2 separate regions of the Mus musculus genome follow, and region 2 is linked to region 1. The links are chromatin contacts, called in public Hi-C maps. All regions are on one chromosome and are shown on one strand. The core of a region is the stretch at or near the end of the contact, and the rest is flanking DNA. Distances in the headings are between cores, read along the strand shown. Region 1 overlaps Bcas3 (breast carcinoma amplified sequence 3). Region 2 overlaps Bcas3 (breast carcinoma amplified sequence 3).

Region 1 (6,620 bases), core at 767-3,266:
CACCTTATTTCTTATGAAACCTTGGAACTATTGAATTCCAGCTGTGATGGATGTAGTATCCTAAGCCTGGGTAAGATCTATGCATATGTAGAAAGGGGGAGGAATGCTTATATGCCCATAAATGTGGATAAATTTAAAACATTGTGCTAAAATGACAAGCTACACATAAAGGACTATAATATGTATAATTTCATCCCTATGAAAGTCTAGAAAAAGCAGTGCTGTAGAGGCAAGAGTTGTATCACCAAAAGCCCAATAAAGAACTATTGAGTTGGCTTCCAAGGGCATTGGTATGGTCAGGGTTGAGCCTTCTCTATAAGGCAGCAGTCGCTCCCTGAAGTTTTCTCTTTTTGAGTACAGGCTAACAAGCTAATGGTTGGAGTAGTGATCCATATCGTACCATGTTCTTCTCTTCTGTGACCACGCTGTGACCTCGAAAAACAAAAGTTAGGGAACGGAAGTAACTAACTGACAATTACAGTGGCTGATACACTCCAGTTTAAATAGAAGTGTCCTCGGTTAAAATATGGTTCATTCATCGGTCAAACTGTCCTTATTTCCTTTAATTGAATTAAGATGGACAAATGAGAGATGTGTGCAAGGCAAGGAAAAAAGTCCTTTCACAAATCACTGTTATCCTCCCTCTGAGTGTAAAACGAATCAATTAAAAGCATGTCACAGCATCTTTGACTCTTGAGAAGTTTTAGCACAGAAGTATTTGTAAAAAAAAAAAAAATTATATGCCTAGATGAAAAATTACTTACCTTTTACAGTTAAACACAATTTAGTATCATCTGTTTGAATTGTGGTTAGTTTATATTCTGTGTTTCCATTTGACTACAAGTATTAGCCTTGTGCCAAACAAATTCCCTTGATTTTTCCATCTCGTCTTCAAGTTGAATAGCAAATAGCCTATTTCACAGATGTACAGTTTGCTTCTCTATTGTCTTTTCCTAAATAGTATTTCTTGATGAGAGATGTGATAGGAAGACAGAACATGTGTTTGTGCATGTGCACACCTTAACCCAGATACTTTGAGAGACAGCCTTTTTTCTTTTTTGTGTGTTATGCAATGTAGGTTATTTATGAAGCCATACACATTGTATACGTGGGTTTTGTTTTAAGGTGTATGTTATTTGAAATACCTGCCTGTCCCTGTACCTTCACTTTGTTTTTCTGTGTATGCACACAGCTTTACCCTGTGTTGCCCAGAGCCAGCTCTGTTTATACCTTTTCCTATGTATACGTGGTTTTTCCTGCTGTTTAAATTCGGTCATAGATATGCTCATAATTCGTTCTATTTGTTGCTCTGAATTTTTTCCAGAAGTGTTTATGTGGAATACATTTGGCTGGGGTCAGGGTGAGTGAAACAAGTCTTACTTGTTCAAGCCTTTGGAAGTTTCTAAGTGCTTTTGCTTTCTACATGTGAATTCTTTACAGACTCAACTTGATAACCAACTCTTAAGATTTGAAAAGTTATCAGGACATCAGGATAGACCCTTCACTAAGATATGTTAAGAAGTCACTCAAAATACTCTTCAGAGCCTTCTGTGTTGGGCCTGTGTCTCTGGTGTGCATTAATTCTCAGAAAGGTTTCTGGGCTATCTGTGGAAGTCTCTTGTCATTGTCCTTTACAAGGGACAGAGAGCATGGATATGAATTATTGAGGAGCACTGCTTGCCAGCACAGTCACACTTGATATTTCCCCTTATTTTTCTGCCTGAAAATTTTTCATCTTTCAGTTCCTGGAGCTGAAGGGAATGTTTTTCCCCTTTCACAGTAATAAATAAATAGAGTTTTAGACCCAGGGCAGGAAACGATACCATGGGCTGACATGTTCCGGGTTATTTATTGATGATTTTGCTATGGGCAGTATGAAGTGTGTGTCACTTGTCATTAGCAGTAACAATTTCAGCACATTACATTCTTTTTTATTTACTCTGGTGGCAACATGTTTCTGAACAGGGCCACTGGCTGTGGGTCAAGAGGTCAGACTTTGAGGTTAAGAGTAGATGGGTCACTTGCTATTAACCTGAGGTTAGAAGTTTGTGGGGGTTTCTTGCCTGTGATGTTGTTTTTCTTAACAGATTTCTTCCTATTTTAGTGACGTGCTGAATTAACTAATCTTGCCCAGTTGTAGACTGTTTCTCCTTTCTGGCCTGAGTTTTTATCATCAAGGTATTTTTCTTTCCTATCCAAGTCCCTTTCTAGCAAATGTCCTAGGCCATAAAGCTGTGCTGACTCTAAGGTTTAAAACCTTTCCTCTCTTTGGCACCAGATGCTAGTGTTCAAATGCAGTCATCATTCTGGATTTTCTCTGCACTTCCACACCAAATTGCCAGTGCAGAGCAAAATTTCAGGGTTACATTTATGTGTCTTTGTCCAGGACAGTTCATCTTAGTTTAAATAGTCTCCAGCTCTTAGACTGGCAGCTTCTGTTTCTGTTTAACTTTAATGATCTGTTTGGGCCCTGACTGTAGGGAAGCTCTTCTAACTATTCTGCAAGGAGAGGTGTCTTCTCTTAAAGTACATTTGCCTTTGAAAGCTGTCTGAATGGAAAGAGGCTCCTTGTATTGTGAATATTCTCTGCTATTTCCTCACAGGAGAACTTGCAGACAGTGCCTACTTTGTGCATGTATAGGCCACCCTATGAAGAACTAAGTGGATTTTAGGTCTTTTATACCAACAGTCTTCCTCTTAGATCTCAGCTTTTTTGATTACTTGAATTTTTATGTATCTTTAACAATTCTTGGTGATTTCCTTTCTCTGTATAATCTCAGCAGAATGTACATCTTACCTTTTGAATAAGCACATAATGTGTGCAGTGTGTGTACAAGCAAGAAACGATGCTTAATGTTCAGCTTGTCAGAGGGGAGCCCTGAGATGAATGTATTCAAAGAAGGAGAGGGGCGAGGGATTGAACCTAGGGTTTTGTGAATGCTAAGAACCCTAGTCCTTATTAAAATGTTAATATATGGGACTTATTGATAAAGAATCTTTGTTTCAGTTCTATACCCAGCTAACATAATCATTCAGTTCTTTCACACAGTGGCAAGAGCTGACAACTATTGCACTTTTTCTCAAGAAGCTATTTGTGTGTTATGTTTTTGTGAGACTGAATATTTGTTGCCTAGTCTGATATGCAACTCTGGGATTAAGTCATGCACTTGCTTCAGCCTTCTAAGGAAGCAAGACTTCTAGGACTTTAGTACTACTCTAGTACCAGCTAGAGATCTTTTAAAGGCATACTTCACTATGAAAATATAAGTGTAAAAAAACTGATGTGCAGATTATAGAACTATATTGAGGATTAACTTTAAGTGTTATAATAACAGTAGTAGTAGCTTCAGTGTTATAATTTATTCAGCCATGACATTAATGGTGAGGAAGATTTGGGGATGCTTAGTGACAGTGGAAGCATACTCAAGAACAAATAGATGCTGAGTAACCTGGGGACTTGGGCATGGTGGCTAAAGAGTACTGGTGTACTGTAATGGCTATTGAAGGGAATCACTTACAGGGCTTATAAGCACAGACAGAAGATAGACAGACTAGAGGCAAGTAGTAGAATGAAAAGCAGGAGATACTATAAAATCACATGATAGACATTGTCCCAATTTATTAGTAACAAAGGGTCCATAACATTAGAGTTTTAAATTCTGACCTTAGGAAAGCGGCCTTCAGGCCGTGCCATTTGCTTATGCCTGTGGTTGGGAATGTTGAGGCATGTTCTGTTAGCAGCAAGCAGTCATTGTCTTTTCTTCACTTTTTTTTTTTCCATTTTTTATTAGGTATTTAACTCATTTACATTTCCAATGCTATACCAAAAGTCCCCCATATCCACCCACCCCCACTCCCCTGCCCACCCACTCCCCCTTTTTGGCCCTGGTATTCCCCTGTACTGGGGCATATAAAGTTTGCAAGTCCAATGGGCCTCTCTTTCCAGTGATGGCCGACTAGGCCATCTTTTGATATATATGCAGCTAGAGTCAAGAGCTCCGGGGTACTGGTTAGCTCATAATGTTGTTCCACCTATAGGGTTGCAGATCCCTTTAGCTCCTTGGCTACTTTCTCTAGCTCCTCCATTGGGAGCCCTATGATCCATCCATTAGCTGACTGTGAGCATCCACTTCTGTGTTTGCTGGGCCCCGGCATAGTCTCACAAGAGACAGCTACATCTGCGTCCTTTCAATAAGATCTTGCTAGTGTATGCAATGGTGTCAGCGTTTGGATGCTGATTATGGGGTGGATCCCTGGCTATGGCAGTCTCTACATGGTCCATCCTTTCATCTCAGCTCCAAACTCCGTCTCTGTAACTCCTTCCATGGGTGTTTTGTTCCCAAATCTAAGGAGGGGCATAGTGTCCACACTTCAGTCTTCATTCTCCTTGAGTTTCATGTGTTTAGCAAATTATATCTTATATCTTGGGTATCCTAGGTTTGGGGCTAATATCCACTTATCAGTGAATACATATTGTGTGAGTTTCTTTGTGAATGTGTTACCTCACTCAGGATGATGCCCTCCAGGTCCATCCATTTGGCTAGGAATTTCATAAATTCATTCTTTTTAATAGCTGAGTAGTACTCCATTGTGTAGATGTACCACATTTTCTGTATCCATTCCTCTGTTGAGGGGCATCTAGGTTCTTTCCAGCTTCTGGCTATTATAAATAAGGCTGCTATGAACATAGTGGAGCATGTGTCCTTCTTACCTGTTGGGGCATCTTCTGGATATATGCCCAGGAGAGGTATTGCTGGATCCTCCGGTAGTACTATGTCCAGTTTTCTGAGGAACCGCCAGACTGATTTCCAGAGTGGTTGTACAAGCCTGCACTCCCACCAACAATGGAGGAGTGTTCCTCTTTCTCCACATCCTCGCCAGCATCTGCTGTCACCTGAATTTTTGATCTTAGCCATTCTGACTGGATGAGCACATTGAGTTAGAGTAAGAAAACACAGCCTTGGAGTTTCACCAAGTTCATCGTTCGCTAATCAGAGTTCATAGAGGCTTCAACGATCCCATCAGTGAACTCCTCAGTAGATAAAATTCCCATCATCTCCTGGGAGAGCAGCCTAGACTTTGGAGTTGCCTTTCAAGCACTTCCAGACCTCAGCTTCCGAGGGTTTAACGCTGTGCCGCGTATGTGCCTCTTAACTCGTAGCTAAATTTCCTTTTGGATTGCTTTCAAAGATGGAAAATGCCTATGTCAGGAAATACCTTCACTTTCCATCGAGCAGCCCCCCATTCCCACCCTGTTTCTCAGCTGTTCTGACCTCTAAGATGGGGTTCACATTTTAAAGTACAGTTGCGGATGAGAGTCTCCCTCAGCCATGACTAGTCAGCCTGCCAGGTGGGAAATGAGGAGGAAAGAGTTGAAGGTTGCCCTTCTGTCACAAACCAGCTTACCAACTCTCTGTCTCAGTTAGACTCTCAGAGTGGTGCCAGTGACTGAATGATTCTGAGAATGAATGAAGGAATACAATAAGCCTTTAGTGTAGGTACTACATTGTACACACTAACAAATTTACTTTTAATTACATTTTTTCCTTCTTCATAAACATCAATTGCACTTTTGGCCAAAAGGACAATATATGAAAGTTGTGAAGATGTGCTATTTATTTTCTTATTTCCATTTAACTGCAGATAAAATGTAAGCCATCCAGGATAATTCGTCCCTAATGGAGTATTTATTATACCATTCTTTCCGATCCTTCCCCCACCCCCAACCCCGCCCCCGCCCCCATACTTTCTCTAAAGCTGTTTTGGAAGATTCTGATTCCGAGTGATTACAGCTCTCTGCAGCTTGATCGTGGACTTGCCCTCTCTACTTTGAGCAGAAGTAATGACCTGGCTCTAGGCAGCAGTGTTTACAATCAGCAGTAATGATCAAAGCCTAGACTGATTTTTTTTAAACTTTGTGTCCTGTTAAAGAATGAGGATCTAATTTGTTTCTTGCTAGACAGTGATACCAGAAACATAGTTTCAATTCTTTTCTCCTTCTCCAAAGTACAGAAACGAGTTACAACTGCAACTCCATCTAAAGAATATCTCAGCTTCACACGTGGACAAGTATCATTTCTTGCTGCTGACAGAGCCCTGCTCTGATCCTCCCTGAAACAGGGAAGTCCAAAGAGAAGCAATCCCATAACATAGTGAATCTCAGAATTTATTTTTTCAACTGATACTTCCAGTTCTGGATTTGGTGACATTTGCCCAAAGGGAAACTCCGGTCCCACGGATTGCACTGTGCAGCCATTGTCTGAACTGTCACAAGAATAGCGCGTAAAGCTGTTTGCATAGCGTGCTAACTCTATCAGGGTCAGTTCCAGTCTGTGGCTGCTAAAAATGAAAACCATGCCCCAACCGGGACAAGAGCAGGGTCAACAGCTGGCAAAGGATATGGCAATCATTTATATAAATATGCTTTCTCAAGCCCACAAAAACAAAAAACCCCAACCCAACAGCTGGGAAGGGTTGGAAGTAGCCCCGAGGCTGGTTAGTCCCCTTCCAGATGGGGAGGTTAGACTGGGGCTAGCCAGGCTGCTCCACATAGACTTCCGATTCGCATTAGAAATGAAAAGAGGAGAGGAAAGGGAAAAGGAAGAAAGGCTACAAGCATG
Region 2 (6,119 bases), core at 524-3,023, 33 kb after region 1:
GAATGGGTTCTAGGAACCCTCCCCAGTTCACCCAGGGACTCTGGCCAAGCTGCAGCCCTTGTCCCCCTGCCCCTCTAGTTTTTGTTTTGTTTTTGTGTAACTTAAAAATGAAATATCAGCAAGTTCTTTCACTTTTGAACCTGCCTCTCATTCTATCTCTCCGAACAGCAGATACTATTTTCTGATAAAGTTTTCTGCAGGATCCCAAACAGACGTGAGAGAAGACGCTTTGGCTAACGCGGGTGCGTGCTGGGAGAAGCCCTTTCTGGCTCTGCTGCTAGCTCTGGGTGCTTTCTTGCTCCAGTTTAGGTGAGCTTTCCTCCAGCTGTGCCAGTCCATAATTCTGATTAATGTGAACTGAGTCTTAGTTATATTTTTTCTTTTTGTTCTCTACTCATATCAGGGAGAGATGTCTTGAGCTGTACTGTGTGACTTAAGGTAGTAATCACTGTAATACATCAACACAAAGAACTAGCATGGGTGTAAGCATGTGGAAACCACAGATTTACAGCAGAAACCCTCATCTCTGTGAAGAGAGAGGAGACAGATACCCTGGATTGCTGGACTCTGCCCACTGGTCCTAGTTCCCAGCTCCCGCCTTTGTTTGCCCAAGGCCCCGTGACCACGCACAAGGAAAGCTGTGGACTTTGGAACTCGAAGGGATTGCCTTGATTCCCCATGCCCCCTCTCTGATTGTGAGCAGGCTGACATGTTTCGATTCCTACCCATCTTCTTAATAGAGACCTTGCAGACTCTTGTAAACTGCTGAAGAAATCGCAGGCTTCCCTACAAAGGAAAGGACTGTCCTTCCCTGGGGTGCCCTGTGGCTGCCGTCACAGTGGCTGCTGGGAGGGACGGGCACCTCCACGTCCAGACTGCCTTGCAGTCTCACTCACAGTTTTCTGAATTGCATCACTGTAATCAACCACGTTCCTTTGGCCGATGCCGCCGGCTCACCGTGAGCTGTGGTGTTGACTAGCCAACAGCTTTTGCACTGATTGTGAGAACCACACATCTGACTCGAAACTTCCCACCAAAAAGGAATACTGTTTTCTAAGTCAGCCCTGCTCTGTCCCAGGCACTTCAGATGTGTTGATTCTTCCAGACTCTGTGACTGGCCGGGTAGAGGCTGGAAGACAGAATAGGTACAGGGTTTCCACGGTCTTCCTCAGGTATTTATAGCCAGTGGCTTGCAGACAGGCAGACTGCACTGGTCCCAAATGAGTATCTTTTGTCTCAAATGGACAAGTTTGAGAATTTGGCATTTTTGACAAATGAGTTAGCCACTTGAGTTGCTCATGCACGGATTTGATGGTTTGGCAGGTGGAGTTATTCTATTATGTTAAAATTTATTAACAAGGGCTTAATTTCATTCCAAACAGATTGTGTCAAGGCGCCCGTGCACTGCGGAATACAGTGAAATATGAGAGTCTTGAGCTTTTAGTGGATGTTGAGTGCGAGACCCTGGCTCAGCCTACCTCTCTCTAAGCAGCCACAGCCACGAAACTTTCCTGACCTTTTCACCCTTCAACTTTGTTTGAACTTGGAAGACTTTTGAAGCAAGGAGGGTGTGGGGAGAGGGGAGTGTGGGGTGAGGTGGGGGAGAGGTTGGTTGGTTGGGGAAGACTATGGAAGAGAGATGCAGACTGGGGTGGGGGTACTGATTATATGTTAGCTAACAGTAATACCAGGAGAATAATCCTCCTCTGTGTATGAGTTTCTGCTACTGCGAGCTGGGGTAATCAGCTCACATGACATACTCAGAGGCTAATGCTAGCCTGTGCTGTTTGTGAGCGTATTCAAACAAAGGCTGATTATTTAAACAAGAATTTGGGCTGCAGCAGTTGGACCAGTTAAATTATAGTTAGTAAAACTTGGCGCCTTGTGAGCTTGGAATGTTTCAATTGCAGCTGGATCTTCATTTGTCAGGCAGCCTCACTGAACAACAAAACCAGAGATTTCTATCTCCCCAGGACTCCATTTAACTCCTTGGATGCAAAGAGCAGTGTGCCAACTATCATAGTTTGGAGTGCTGGCAACTTCCGCGTCCTGCGGTGCCTGAGGTGGTGACCAGCCGCATTTTGCTGCTGCTCTGTGAGAAGGCGGGAGGGCGAGAGCAAGAGATTCTTTTCCTTAGATCTTATACTAGAGAGAGAATAGTTGATACTCATTTATTCCATTAACTGATTTTATTAAGTGCTATGATTGAGAAAGCTCCATGCTGGATAAAGCTTACAAAAACTGGGCAGTGGTGATGCACTTCTTTAATCTTAGCCCTTGGGAGGCAGAGGAAGGAAGGTATCTGAGTTCAAAGCCAACCTGGTCTGCACAGCAACTTCTAGGCCAGTGAGAGTGGCGTAATGAGACCTTCCATTAAACAAAAGTTGCCTTAGTGATTTGGTGATGTGTCAGTGAAGATGAGCATCTTTGGAGTGATTTAGTCACTATGTATGGACCAACATTCAGAGTGAGCCAGATAAGGGCAAAGGGACTTAGGCAGGAAATACAGAAGGCAGTGTGAGAGAGTAGCTGAGAGCCTGCATCAAGGTCAGGGGGTCAGAAGAAAGAGGAAGTGGCCATCCACAGTTCCCCTTCTTTTTTGAAGTTGCTGTCTTTAATAAACTAACACGTATTGGGACTGTACCATACGCCAGGACACTAAATTATCAAAATAACTCTCTGAGAGACTCAACGAATCCTAGTGACTTTCCCAAGTCCATGCAGCAAGAATGATGTCTTAAACCTAGGTAACTTCAGATCCCAACTTCTTAGCACCAGGCTCTCTCCCTTTATCTTGCTGACTTTATGATCATGGACTAGGTGTGCTTTCATGTAGAGGCCTCCGTGTAGAATGGCAATTGTGAGAAGATTTCTGTGCACGGGTGACTGCCACACTGGAGAGGACCTGGGTGTGACAGTTGCCACCCTACACTGGTTTAAACTTGTGGGCTGCAATGAAACTCAGCAAATGGTTCTGCCATCTGACTGACTCTGTCACAGTCCAGTCTTATAGTTACTTCCCACAGAGCTTTGAAAGCAGCAAGAGCCGCCTTTGGCGAGGTATCGGCCTTTACGGCTTTGCCTTTTCTGGGAAATACATCTGATGCCGTTAGTGTATGGCTCTCTGCTTCCCAGATTCCGTGGGGTATCGGCACCATGTTCTTGTCCTCTGTTGACCTTGCCACTGTCTTGTTTTCTTTCCTGTCTTCTTTGATATACTCTGTTATTGTAAGCCAGGCTGTGGCTTCTGGGAGGAGTGATTGGCAGGGTCAGAGAGACTTAAGCACTGAGACGTGTGTCCCAGAGGTGGAAGCCAGATTTCCTCTCAGGGCGCCGAGGCCAAGCTCCCGTGACGGCTTTATGGGCTAGAAATAGCAAAATCAAAATGGATATTGCAGAGTCCAGACACGCAAACAAGAAATCCAAATGCTTGGAAACCTAAGACTTTACATTTTTATCGGTAGTTTTTTCGGTTTTTCACAACTGAAGCAAACTAGTACACCTCCAAGCCAGCTTCTCCTCCGAGCAGTAGACATGGTGGGGATACAGTTCTTCCAAGCTGATTGTGTCTGCTCAGTTTTCGAATGTGAAGGTGCAAGCCACCATAGAATTGATAGATGTGGTTAATCGGCACCACCATCTTTGATTAGCTGAGAGGACAGCCCCCTGCATGGAGTTTCGATGGTAGGCCTGTGGAAGATGCCCATTTACCCTAGAGGAAAGCCTGGCTGTGAGCTGACTGTAGCTCTACAGATTTCCGGGTTTGGGTTTTACTCGGTCCTCAAAGTTTTTAGCCGAAAGCACTGAGCCCCTCAGAGAAGCTATTAAAAGGGCAGGGAGCAGCTTTCCTTGTCCTGCAGTGGTGATGAGTGTGGTGGTCTAAGGATGAGTTACTTTCCCTGTCTGATGTTAATCATCTCTCTGTTATCAGTGACTAGAAGATTAACACAGAAAGGACTTCATTCCCTTTGGTGATCATGTTTCAGCACGTCACTCAGGAGTAACAGAGGATAACATGCAACTGTTAAGATCTCGATCATGCTAAAAGTATTAAACTTGGCTTTCAGAGATTAGCTTTTTCCTACTTAAAACTAAGAACTCAAAGATTTTAATCAAGATAATCCTAAAATGTCTTAAGGTACAACTTACTCTCGGGGTGATACACTTGGAGTAGTAAAGACCAAAGAGAAGCTCTGGTTAATGTTTATTCTGTGTTACTATTTTAACCAAATGGCTCACAATGTGACCTTTTAAATGGGAATATGCTTCTTTAAGAGAACACTCTTAAAGAGTGGGCACATCATTCCTGTGTTGAAAGTTCACAGCCCTAAAAGCCTTTCCCTGCATCTTAAATATTTTTTGGGAAGTGTGTTTCACTTGGGGTTGAGTGTGAAGATCACATTCTCCTGATAACTTGGGGGAAGGTAAGAATACCTTCTGGGTGTCAGGGACCTTTGAGCAATGCCACCAAAGCAATGCACACCATGAGACACACACACACACACACACACACACACACACACACACACACACACGCACGCACATGCGCACACATACTAGGCCCCGCCCCTCATTGTGTAGTTTCTTCTTTTCACAGTAATCCTGCTGGTAGATTAATGTTTTTGTTCCATAGATAAGAAGGCTGAGCCTATAAAGGATGCATAGTAGGAACCGACTTTGAAGCTGGGTTCTAGAGACTCGGATCCATAGGCTTTTCGCTACACCATGACACTGAAAGGAACACATTTGAGCTGCTGTTCTTTAAGCTCTGTAATGCCAGGTGGTGCCTCACATCTGTCATCTCAGCACTCAGGAGACTAAAGCAAGAGGCTTAGGATATAAAGGAAAAAACCAAGGAGGAGAAGGAAGATGTATGGGCTTTGGTTGGACGGGGAGTTTGAGGCAAGAAGTCAGGAGCCCAGGACCAGCCTATCTGCTTGTTGTTTCCTGCTACAATTTAAATTGTAGCCATCAGCCGCAGCCAACTGTTTGTTAATGGTGGATGAAATGTAATAGTCAATAAGCCTTGTTGGGCAGTGGTGGCACATACCTTTTAATCTCTGCACTTGGGAGGCAGAAGCAGGTGGATGGATCTCTGTGAGTTTCAGGAAAGCCAGGGTTACACAGAGAAACCCTGCCTCAGAAAACAACAACAATAATCATTTAAAAGTAGACAAGCAGTTTAAGATCTGTACTTGTACTTTTCCCTGCAGAGAGCCTTGCTTTTCCCGCTGTCTCCTCTGGGCAGCCTCAGTTTCTTCTATGGTGCTTTGAGTGAGGGTGTCCCTGTAGCTTCAGCATTTGAGCACTTAGTCCCTAGTTAGTGATGCCATTGGGAGAGACGTACGCCACTGGAGGTGGCCTTGGAGAGTTTAAAGTCCATTGCTCTTCCAGAACACTCTGCGTCTCTTGCTTGTGGCTAAGCATGTGGTCTCTCAGTTTCCCTCTCCTGCCGTTATGTCTGCCCCTTGCTGCCACGCCTCCCTACCATAATGAACTTGTCCCATAAGCCAAAATAAACTCTCTTCTTCTTAAGTGGCTTTTGGACATGGGCTTTTATCACAGCGGAAAGGTCACAAATAATATCTTCAGAAGACAATGTGTAGACCAAACAGTTTTTGAAAAATCTCCACTGCTTTATAGAGACAGGATTGTTTTATTAATTTTGGGGGTTTTTGTGGGGGGATTTGGGAGGCATCTTTTAGGCAGGGTCTCACTACGTAGCTCTGCCTGGACTAAAACTTGCTATGTGAAACAGGCTGGCCTGGAACTCACAGAGGTCTGTGTCCCTCTGCCCTCCTGAGTGCTGGGATGAAAGGCTTGGCAAGATGTACATTTTTAATGTATATACCTTAATGAGTTTAGCAGTAAATATACACCCAATGCTTCTTTGGTATGCATACATTTTATAATTTATTAAAGATGAAAGAAGCCCGCGGGAAGTAGCCCAGTTGCTAGAGTGTTTGCTTTGTACGCATAGCCCTGGCTTTGGTTTGAGTTCTACGTAAAGCCTGGTGCACACCTGTAAGTCTGCACAGGGGATCAGAAGTTCACGGTTGTTTGAGGCCAGCCTGGAATACAGGAAACTGTATCTCAAAAATTTTAAATCAAATTTCCAT

Evidence for each region. Hi-C and Micro-C count contacts between places; a contact is called where the count stands out from the background.
Region 2: a Hi-C map of liver shows a contact between it and region 1, with 1.6 times the contacts expected there. The contact joins two enhancer-like sites. A contact is called at or near these places in 1 of 15 datasets of contacts at CTCF or cohesin (the NIH/3T3 cell line), 4 of 484 Hi-C or Micro-C datasets (the N1E-115 cell line, embryonic stem cells, liver and 1 more), 1 of 115 datasets of contacts at active chromatin or transcription factors (embryonic stem cells) and 1 of 9 other capture datasets (embryonic stem cells).

Annotation. Positions count from the first base shown.
Region 1 is chr11:85,661,550-85,668,169 of GRCm38.p6, forward strand. All of the region lies in intron 22 of Bcas3 (breast carcinoma amplified sequence 3), which reads left to right. Among named protein-coding and RNA genes, the nearest start is that of Bcas3os1, 55 kb to the right of the region's middle. Within about 2 kb of position 2,017, at least 3 of the 459 cell types and tissues checked have an H3K27ac peak or open chromatin away from gene starts, as enhancers often do. A contact at or near this core is called in liver, where this site is marked.
Region 2 is chr11:85,695,143-85,701,261 of GRCm38.p6, forward strand. The region is part of intron 22 of Bcas3 (breast carcinoma amplified sequence 3); the gene reads left to right. Among named protein-coding and RNA genes, the nearest start is that of Bcas3os1, 22 kb to the right of the region's middle. Within about 2 kb of position 1,774, at least 71 of the 459 cell types and tissues checked have an H3K27ac peak or open chromatin away from gene starts, as enhancers often do. A contact at or near this core is called in liver, where this site is marked.